2 separate regions of the Zea mays genome follow, and region 2 is linked to region 1. Evidence: chromatin contacts called from public Hi-C data. All regions are on one chromosome and are shown on one strand. The core of a region is the stretch at or near the end of the contact, and the rest is flanking DNA. Distances in the headings are between cores, read along the strand shown.

Region 1 (4,679 bases), core at 1,285-3,784:
AAAGGGCTATTCCTAAATCCTACTCGTCTAGCCATCTTGTCTATGTGCTCGGAAGCCAAATTGTGGCCAAATAAGCAAGAATCTGTTTCGACATGAAAAAATTATGCGATCTTATATAGAAAGAGCTATAGTTTCACCGGTATCATGAACAAATAACAAGATGGTTTTCTAGTGGTTGTGGTAACGATTGTCTTGTTTTTTTTTTTGGCGATAGACGATGTTGAATTTTTTTCGTTTTGCTGCAGTGCTGCTACATACCCATACTTTAGCCTTTCCTGCCGTCCTTTTTATAAGAAAAATGAACTTAATCTTCGTAAATTTTCTATACGAGTCCTGTGTATTGCCGCGTTCTAAGAGCATCTCCAATAACTTCCTAGAAGTCTTTTCTAAATCAATTTTTTAGTAAAAACACAAAAACATGTCTCCAACAGTTTCATTATAACGTTCCCAACTTTTCATAGCCTTTAAAAACTCACACATTTGTAACTACAAATGAGGAGTTTTTTGGGCTACCCAGAAACAATCTGCCGCTTTAAGAGGATATGTTAGAGAAATGATTAAAATCTACCCGCACTAATTTTTTAGATGCCCCTTAAAACTGATTTTGATGAGTCATTTTCTGGGTAGCTCTCGGAGATGCTCTAATAAAACCCCTAAAGCTAGTTTGATAACTTTATTTTTCGAGGTATTCTGATTTTACGAAGAAAAATAAACTTTTTTTGAGAAAATAAAAATCCATTAAAAAACGATTTTAACAAGTTAGCCTCAAGACTCTCTAAGGGTACCTGGCAGTGGCACCGCCCCCGCCCCTGGTAGGGCTGGAAACGAGCCGAGCCGAGCTCAGCTCAGTTCGGCTCGGTGCGGCTCGGCTCGTCCATTCCACGAGCTAGCGAAAGAGGCTCGGCTCGGCTCTGAGCCATATTCTGGTAATTATCGTTGCATTATTTGGTGAATTAACATTATATAAATTTGAAATATAGAATCATCATTCTACATTATGAGTAAATTAAATTATAACTTGTAATATATTCATCATCGAAGACTAAAAAATGAGCTATTATCCATAAAATTATCTAATATTCATTATTATTCCATAAATTGATCATTTTTGCAAGGCTCGCGAGCTGGAACGAGCCGGCTCGGCTCGGCTCGCTGCAAAAACGAGCTCGAAACAGGAGCTCAGCTCGGCTCGTTTGAGGCTCGCGAGCCGCTCCGAGCTCGAGCCGGCTCGCGAGCCTCGAGCTAATTTTCCAACCCTAGCCCCTGGCCAGTGAGCTGGGCTTCCCCGTGAGCGTCCAACGGCTCCCCTCCCCCCTCACGCTCTTCTCGGTGAGAGCTCTCACCCCCTCTCCGCTAATCAGCTATAATAATTACAAAATTAATTTTTAGATTTACTTAGCAGATAACAATATGTATTATAACACTACAAAAAATTGTATAATCATTTAAAATTCCAAAAACCGATGTATAAAAGTCAAATAACCCAGGGTTAAGGGGACTTGAATAGGAAAATGATTGGATATGAGGAAAAATAAGGGACAGATATTTGAGGAGATAGATATTTAAATATAAATAGAAATTATGAATGTAGGGATTTAGGAGGGGGAATGGTTCAAAATAGCCTAAGAATAAGAGTTTGCCACCTCTCTTGAGCCATCGTCCGCTCGCTGGCAGGAGTGGATATATGGCCATATGGGTGTTTGTTGGGGTCAGTTGACCCCGATAAAATTTATAAATCTTTAAATAAAACACTAAAGTTTGAAAAAACATTGCATCATATAATGAAGCTGACCCTATTCCGACATCATTCTTTGCTAAATTCGCCATTGCTCGCTCATGCCTAAAAAAAGACAGAGTAAGCACGTTGGGGGGTGCTTGGTTCTTTTAGCAGCACAGGCTAGCATGGTAAGGCTGCCTAATCTTGCTCAGCTTGGCCAGCAAATATAACCATGGACAATTTAAATAGCACAACGACATGCATGTCGTGACTGAAATAGTACAGGAAGGCCCACCCGTCGGCCAGCCTCCAATCGCAGAACGTGGTAGCTTTCTCCGTCCGCTCGCCTTGCCAGCGCGGGAGAGCCGAATTGGCCGCCCGTCCGCTTCAACGACGAGGAAAAGCTAGCTTGCCCAGACAAGTTAGCTTGCTAAGCAACGCAAGGTTCTAAACACAACTAGTACCAAACACCCCGTCGCTAATGCAGTATCCAAGAAGATCATTAGCTTATCCAATGCTGAAGGCAAATGACACGTCAGTGCAAGCTCACTCACTTGATCCAGATCTTTCCATGCCTATGCCTATAACCCTAAATAACGGAGATAAGCTAAAAGATATTTATCTCCTGGGCCCACCTGCCATCCCGGGCCCACCGCACCAGCAAGGCCTGCAACTTTCACACCTAACCCTTCCAAGTTAACTGCATTCACGACCCACCCCCCCTTCTTCTCTCTCCTGGCCACCTCCGTCCATTCCACACTCCCTCCTCCGGACGCACCTTCCCCGCTATATAAGGCACGCGCCCCGAGCACAGGCGAAGAGCGTGCAGAGCGAGACGCGTCGCCTCCTCCCTTCCCCCACCCCGCCGCCGCCCTCGCGTCCGTCCGTCCGTCCGTCCGTTATTAGGGTTCGGTCGCCGCCATGGCGATCCTCTCGGCGCTCGCCACCGAGGTGCTCATCCCCGTCGCCGCCGTCATCGGCATCGCCTTCGCCGTCGTGCAGTGGGTGGTCGTGTCGCGCGTGAAGCTCTCCCCGGCCGCGTCCGGCGGCAGCGGCGGCAAGGCCGGCTACGCCGACTCCCTCATCGAGGAGGAGGAGGGGCTCAACGACCACAACGTCGTCGTCAAGTGCGCCGAGATCCAGAACGCCATCTCCGAAGGTGAGGCCGCCCGCCGGGGGTTCCTCAGATCTGGGGCCGATGCTGGGTCCGCCTAGATCCACGCGTTTCTCGGCTGCTCCGGCGAGGATTATGTTTTTTTAGTGTCCGTCGTTTGTTAATAGGATATGCACACGTTTCTCTAAGAGTGGGTGAGATCTTTGCGGGGGGTAGAAGGTCCGGAGTTTTGCTACCCGTTCGTTTATTTAGTGGGTTTCACGCTGATCTGGTCATCTGGCGGTGAAGTTCCTATTATTAGGCTGCGGATGCCTGGGTGAGCTCGAATGCCATTCTATTTTTACCCTCTTCCGGGACCGTAGCAACTGTCTAGGTAGCACAAAATCATCATTTTGTTAGGACCGAAGCGAGTTTCAGGTTGCATGATTTTTTCGGAATGGAAGACAAATATCTATGTCTGTGTGGGGTGGGTGGGTGGGGGCTCGGTACCTCTGGGGACTAACAATTGGTGTATCCCTTCCCCCCTTCAAACCCTTCAAACTATGTACTTTTTTATGATATATTTTTGTTCACTACTGGCACCGTCCCAACTGTGGATTTTTTTCAAGGGTGGCTCATGTGATGTGCTACTGTTGTTTTGCTAGTATTCGATTCACGGGCCCCAAGTAGGGCTGGCAAACAATTCCTTTTTCCCACCTCTTGGACGTGTGATGAGTGTGGGCTTTGGCTTTGGATGCTTGTAGTAGCTTAGCTGGTGGATCTAGGCTTTATTGAAGTTGTCTTTTAATGCCTATCCGTGTTCTTGCCCTGTGTCGGTGCTGCAGTAAAAGGTGTAGCTTTCAGTTGACATGGCCCGATCTCGCCTGGCGCCTTTCTTCTAGACTAAAACTCGGTAATGGAAGGTGCGTGACGGATCTGTCACAAATTGATTATGCAAACACGTAGCAAGTTAGGCAGAGCACCATTTGGTAAGTAGATCTGGACCTGGAAGTTCCTGGGTGGGGGTTCTCTGCCATCTGTCACCCACGTGTCGTTTGTTCACTGACCTTTGAACTTCCCATTTAGATCAGCATGGATGGCCCTAGTGCTCATCAGATACTTGTCCGATATGTGGGGCTTTTGTTTTAAGCGGGTCACCAATCTTTGACCCGATGTGCATGTGCTATTTTCTATGATTGAGACGGCGACACAGGAAGATGAGCACTTTTGGAGTTACCTGGTTGGGGGTCCATGAGTTAGCTGCTTACCTGTGTGGTTGACAAATGGATGTTGGATGCTTCAGTCTATTAATCACCCGTTATTTATTTTCTGATACTGCAAATATAAACTGGACAGGTTTTGACATTCTTTCTGAATCTACTATTGTACCATTGTATTGTACACAGTTTGAATTTGCAGCACAATATAACCTTGTGTGGTTTTATATTTACATCCTAGTGATCCTAACCATATGATTGACATCTAAAAAAAAACTCTTGCTCTTTTATGGACAGGAGCAACATCGTTTCTTTTCACCGAGTACCAATATGTTGGTATCTTCATGGCTATCTTCGCTGTTGTGATCTTCCTCTTCCTTGGTTCGGTTGAGGGATTCAGCACGAAGAGCCAGCCCTGCACATATAGCAAGGACAAGTACTGCAAGCCTGCGCTGTTCACTGCACTCTTTAGCACTGTGTCCTTCTTGCTTGGAGCCATCACCTCTCTGGTCTCTGGTTTCCTTGGCATGAAGATTGCCACATATGCGAATGCCAGAACTACCCTGGAAGCTAGGAAGGGTGTTGGCAAGGCTTTTATCACTGCTTTCCGCTCTGGCGCTGTTATGGGTTTCCTGCTTGCATCAAGTGGGCT
Region 2 (4,679 bases), core at 582-3,081, 210 kb before region 1:
CGCATTGTCGCACAATGTCAAATCTACATGTCATATTGGTCAGATATAGCAATAGCACAATATAAAGGGAAAGGACTAGCAACGAGTAGCAATGAGTCCCTTATTATAGAGAAAAGTATGATGAGCAAGCTCTATAATGACAACCAGAAAGCTCTATAAAGACAACCAGAGGTCAACTCAATCAAAATTGTATGAATACTTCATAAAATTGTTGGATCAGTACACCACCGATATAGATAATAACATAAAATGGGGACACAAGTTGACCGTAAAAAAATTATCAAGCAATTAAACTAGATGAAGTAGAAACGCGGAAGAGGCGGAGGAGGAGGATAACAATGAGCATTACCGTATCTTTTTTAGTAACTATATAAACTCTTTAAATTTTTTATTTATTTTGTTTGAGTTATGTATTTTTTTAAAAAAAATCGTGATCGGATGATTTTTTTTTTCAAATAAATATTGTGTTTCATTTCAAATATTAGTTCATAAAAAAGTTGATGTGACACTATGATACCTGTACACTGACAATAAAGACACTATTTACTGGAACGCGTTATGATTGATAGGGTTGAAAACGGTTGTAGTTTAGTGACTTTAGTCGATAGTCAAGGTGACCGAGACCGACGGTAATAAAGACCGAATTCATTGGACCCCGACTTGCTAGCCCAAAGTGTTGCAGAAGCAGCACGGTCGATGGCGCATGCGTCAGGGCCAGGGACAGATGATGAATCGACATATCAGGCACCTGCACTTGCAGGATGGCGCCTGCAACGGATCGGGACATCCGGAGTTCCGGTCATATGGTAGTTGGCTGCAGGATGGCGCGCGTTTAACCGACCCTGGAACTGTAGTTGTTTGTCCCTGTTGGGACTTGCATTGGGAGATGATATCACGCACGGTAAGGTCAAGTTGCTAGGCCAATCGATGTGCTATCGGCATGGAGCGACCTGACGAAGATCGAAGAGGACAGCCGGCCGGGCACCCCAGGAGAGGGGCCGGACAGCACGCGCCACTCCGGACTCCATCCGGAGCTAGCTATCTCCATCTCCAGCTCAGTAAATATTGATGTACATAATATAAAACAATGTTTTATACGGCTATATATATACATGAGCACATACCTTGACCTATCCCTATGTGTCAATGGAGAATTTTCTATTAGATTTAGACACCTCGTCTACATTCACACATGAAGCTATATTTATCCTTGTTTTCATCTCCATGCCTATTACGGTGTAAAATTTATCTCGTATTCATTCTCGTCCGAGGCTCCATTCCCGACAATAAAAGTACGACCACATTATATTTTATATAACATTAACAGCCACGTGACATTCAACAACAATACATTACAAATAAGTACTCGTTTGTTTTTACGGCAAGGAACGAAATTGTTTCTGGATCCTGTTATCCGAACGTGGACATGTTCTTGCGCAACTAACGTTTGGTTAAGTAGAAATTCTCGGATAAATTTTATCTGCTATATATAGATCCAAACACCATTTGTGTTTTAGATGACGTGCTGCAAGAAAAAGAAAATCTTAATTATCAACTTTTGTTGTATTTTATTGGTTAACGTGCATAAATTAACCAGATTCTAAAAAATCACGGGTTCCCAAACGTTTAGCCTGCTAGGGATGGGAAGAACGCGAGTCCGTCCATACTTGCACGTCATCTCATCTCTGTGCACATGCGATCGACGAACACGGCGGTGCTCCGGGCCACACGCGTCGAAACGATCGCTGGCTAGCTAGCAGCTAGGAGTAGACGGATCGGAGACGAGCACTCTATATACCGTACTAGCCAGAGCGCCACTCATTGTGCTATCGTCGGTTCGTCGGGCGTAGCGGCAGCGATGATATTTTAGTCGTACTCGTACAGAAGCCACAGCCCTCTGCTAGCTAGCTAGCTCCTGCTAGAATGGAAAGTGCAGGAGGGGAAGCTCGGCCGGTGCTGCCGCCGCCGCCGCCGCCGGTGCAAGAGCTCGCCGGCGCAGCGAACGACGTGCCAGCTCGGTACGTCGCGCGCGCAGGCAACGAGCCCAAGGTCACGGTAACCGCGCCGGTCCCGGTCATCGACCTCGCCCGGCTGTGCCAGCCGGGCGGCGGCGCCGACGAGGCCTCGAAGCTCCGGCTGGCGCTCGAGTCCTGGGGTCTCTTCCTGGTACGTACGTGCTTTAACGCATACGCACGAACACACCGTGTATCTATCATGCTACAGAGCACTCTACTATATACCGTAGATCTGGACTGGAGCACGTACGTAATGGATGTCGAGTACTATATACCGTAGATCTGGACTGGAGCACGTACGTAATGGATGTCGAGCATGCAGGTGACCAACCACGGCATCGAGGCCACTCTCATGGACGCCATGATGGACGCGTCGAGGGAGTTCTTCAGGCAGCCGCTCCAGGAGAAGCAGAAGCACAGCAACATGATCGACGGCAAGCACTTCCAGCTCCAAGGGTACGGGAACGACCGGGTGGCGTCGGAGGACCAGGTCCTGGACTGGTGCGACCGCCTTTACCTCTTGGTGGAGCCTCAGGAGGACAGGAGCCTTGACCTATGGCCCGCATGTCTAAGGTGTGATCTTCCCATGATGTTGATCGATTAATTACTCCAATATAATTCTACTAGCTACTTGGTGAAGGACTGTCTGCCACATGCATGTCTAATATAATTCTATATATGCAGGGACGTTCTGCACGATTTCACCACAGAGTGCACGAGAGTGAAGGACTGCCTGCTTCGAGAAATGGCGAAGGCGCTAGATGAGCTCGGCGACGACGACGACTACTTCATCGACCAGTTCGGCGACAGGGCCGACACCCATGCCAGGTTCAGCTACTACCCTCCGTGCGCGCGGCCGGACCTCGTCTTCGGCCTGAGGCCTCACTCCGACGGCACGTTCCTCTCGCTTCTCATGCTAGACGACAGCGTCGGCGGGCTTCAGGTTTTCCGGGACGGAGCCTGGTACGACGTGCGCACCAGACCTCACACCCTGCTCGTCAATCTAGGAGACCAAATAGAGGTAAATTCATTTATTAACGAACTATCATTACAATCTTTGTTATGATTGCAAATGGGAGATTAAAGTTTGGCTAATTTAATCTGGTCATGCTTATTATATATGAATAAATGCTGAAATGCAAGACAGATAACTGTTGTGTTTTTTCTTTTCCTTTTACACAGATAATAAGCAATGGGATCTTCAAGAGCCCAGTGCACCGGGTTGTAACAAACGCGGAGAAAGAGAGGCTATCAGTGGTTCTGTTCTATTCTATAGATCCTGAGAGAGAAATCCGGCCCGCTGACAAACTGATAGACGAGAACCATCCAGCACTATACAAGAAGGTGAAAGTCAAAGAATATACTGCTGGACTCTACGAACATTTCTCTCGAGGGAAATTGGTTAAAGAGACTGCAAAGATATAGCTTGTTCGCTTTGGATTAAATCCATGGACTAATCCTTAGAGACAAAAACACTGTATAAGTAGTAAAAGTCGGTACGAATTAAAGCTCAAGCTAGTCGTATCTATGTAATGAATAAGGGTGAAACCTTTGCGATCCTAGATAATAAATGAAATTAATTTTTAATAAAATAAAGTGTATATAGTTCGTTGCAGCTTATCTCGGCTTCATTGGCGTGTCCTGGTCAGAAGCCATGACTATAGATGCTAAAGTGTATATTCAATGGTACCGGTACTTCAACAACAAGGTTAAGACTATCTCGAGCAGCTTACCTAACTTTATACCTATATTTAAACCTTACTCTGCAAATAGTACAGTCTACTGTACAAAACAGTGTTTTTAGGTAAACTATAGATAGCACATAGCTCGCTGCAAACGACCTAACACCCACGCCAGGTTCAACTCTACCATCCATGCTCGAGGTTGTTCTTGTCTTCGGTATGAAGACTCACTCTAGCAGCACATTCATTTCGCTTCTCATGGTAGACAACAGTGTTGCGGGACTACAAAAGACGACATGTTCAGCGAGACATAAAAGTGTTGCATATATACATATGTTGTGTTGAATTTATGGTCATACAAGAAAGGATCAAAACTAGAATGATGATATATGTGATAGGCTAGAGGTAGCACCAATCGAAGAAAACAATTATCCAACACCGGTTGGTTTACATCCACCTCCAGAATCGGTATTGCGTGACCGGATCCTAAAGCGTGATAGTAACGAGAAGAGAGGAAGACCGAAGTTCACAATGAAAGAGGTAGTAAAAGGAGACATAAAAGAATGAGATATACTCAAAGATTTAGTTTTAAATAGGAATCATGAAAAACAAATATTCATATGTTTGATCCATGACTTATGGGTTATACTGGATTTTTAACTCTAGCACAGCCCAACTTTCTTAGGATAAAAGGCTCTGCTGTTATTTCTTTTTACACAGATACTGAACAATGGGATCTTCAGGAGACCAGTGCATCGGGTTGTAACAAATGCTGAGGAAGAGAGATTATCAGTGTTCAGTGGTTCTGTTCAATCCTATAGATCCTGAAAGAGAAATCTAGTCCGCAGGTATCATAAATCTGAGAAAAGAGGATATCAGTGGTCCGTTCATATGCTGAGGAAGACTTTAACAAATGCTGGATGGGATGTCACACCCTTCCAGTCCACCGTAAGACCACATCACACATCCCTTTATACTTATG

The links. A called contact is a pair of places that touch in the nucleus more often than the background predicts.
Region 2: a contact with region 1 is called in a Hi-C map of root tip, with 8 times the contacts expected there. The contact joins the promoter of LOC100281145 here to the promoter of LOC100382506 in region 1. A contact is called at or near these places in 12 of 25 Hi-C or Micro-C datasets (bundle sheath, ear, endosperm and 4 more) and 2 of 3 datasets of contacts at active chromatin or transcription factors (leaf and seedling).

The regions. Positions count from the first base shown.
Region 1 is chr9:15,894,201-15,898,879 of Zm-B73-REFERENCE-NAM-5.0, reverse strand. It overlaps LOC100382506 (vacuolar proton pump-like protein), which reads left to right and starts at 2,534. Exons shown (of 8, transcript NM_001357030.1): 1 at 2,534-2,876; 2 at 4,325-4,679. The coding sequence starts at 2,639.
Region 2 is chr9:16,106,433-16,111,111 of Zm-B73-REFERENCE-NAM-5.0, reverse strand. LOC100281145 reads left to right here and starts at 1,831. Exons shown (of 4, transcript NM_001196990.1): 1 at 1,831-2,166; 2 at 2,338-2,588; 3 at 2,700-3,036; 4 at 3,198-3,600. The coding sequence starts at 1,924. The coding sequence ends at 3,440.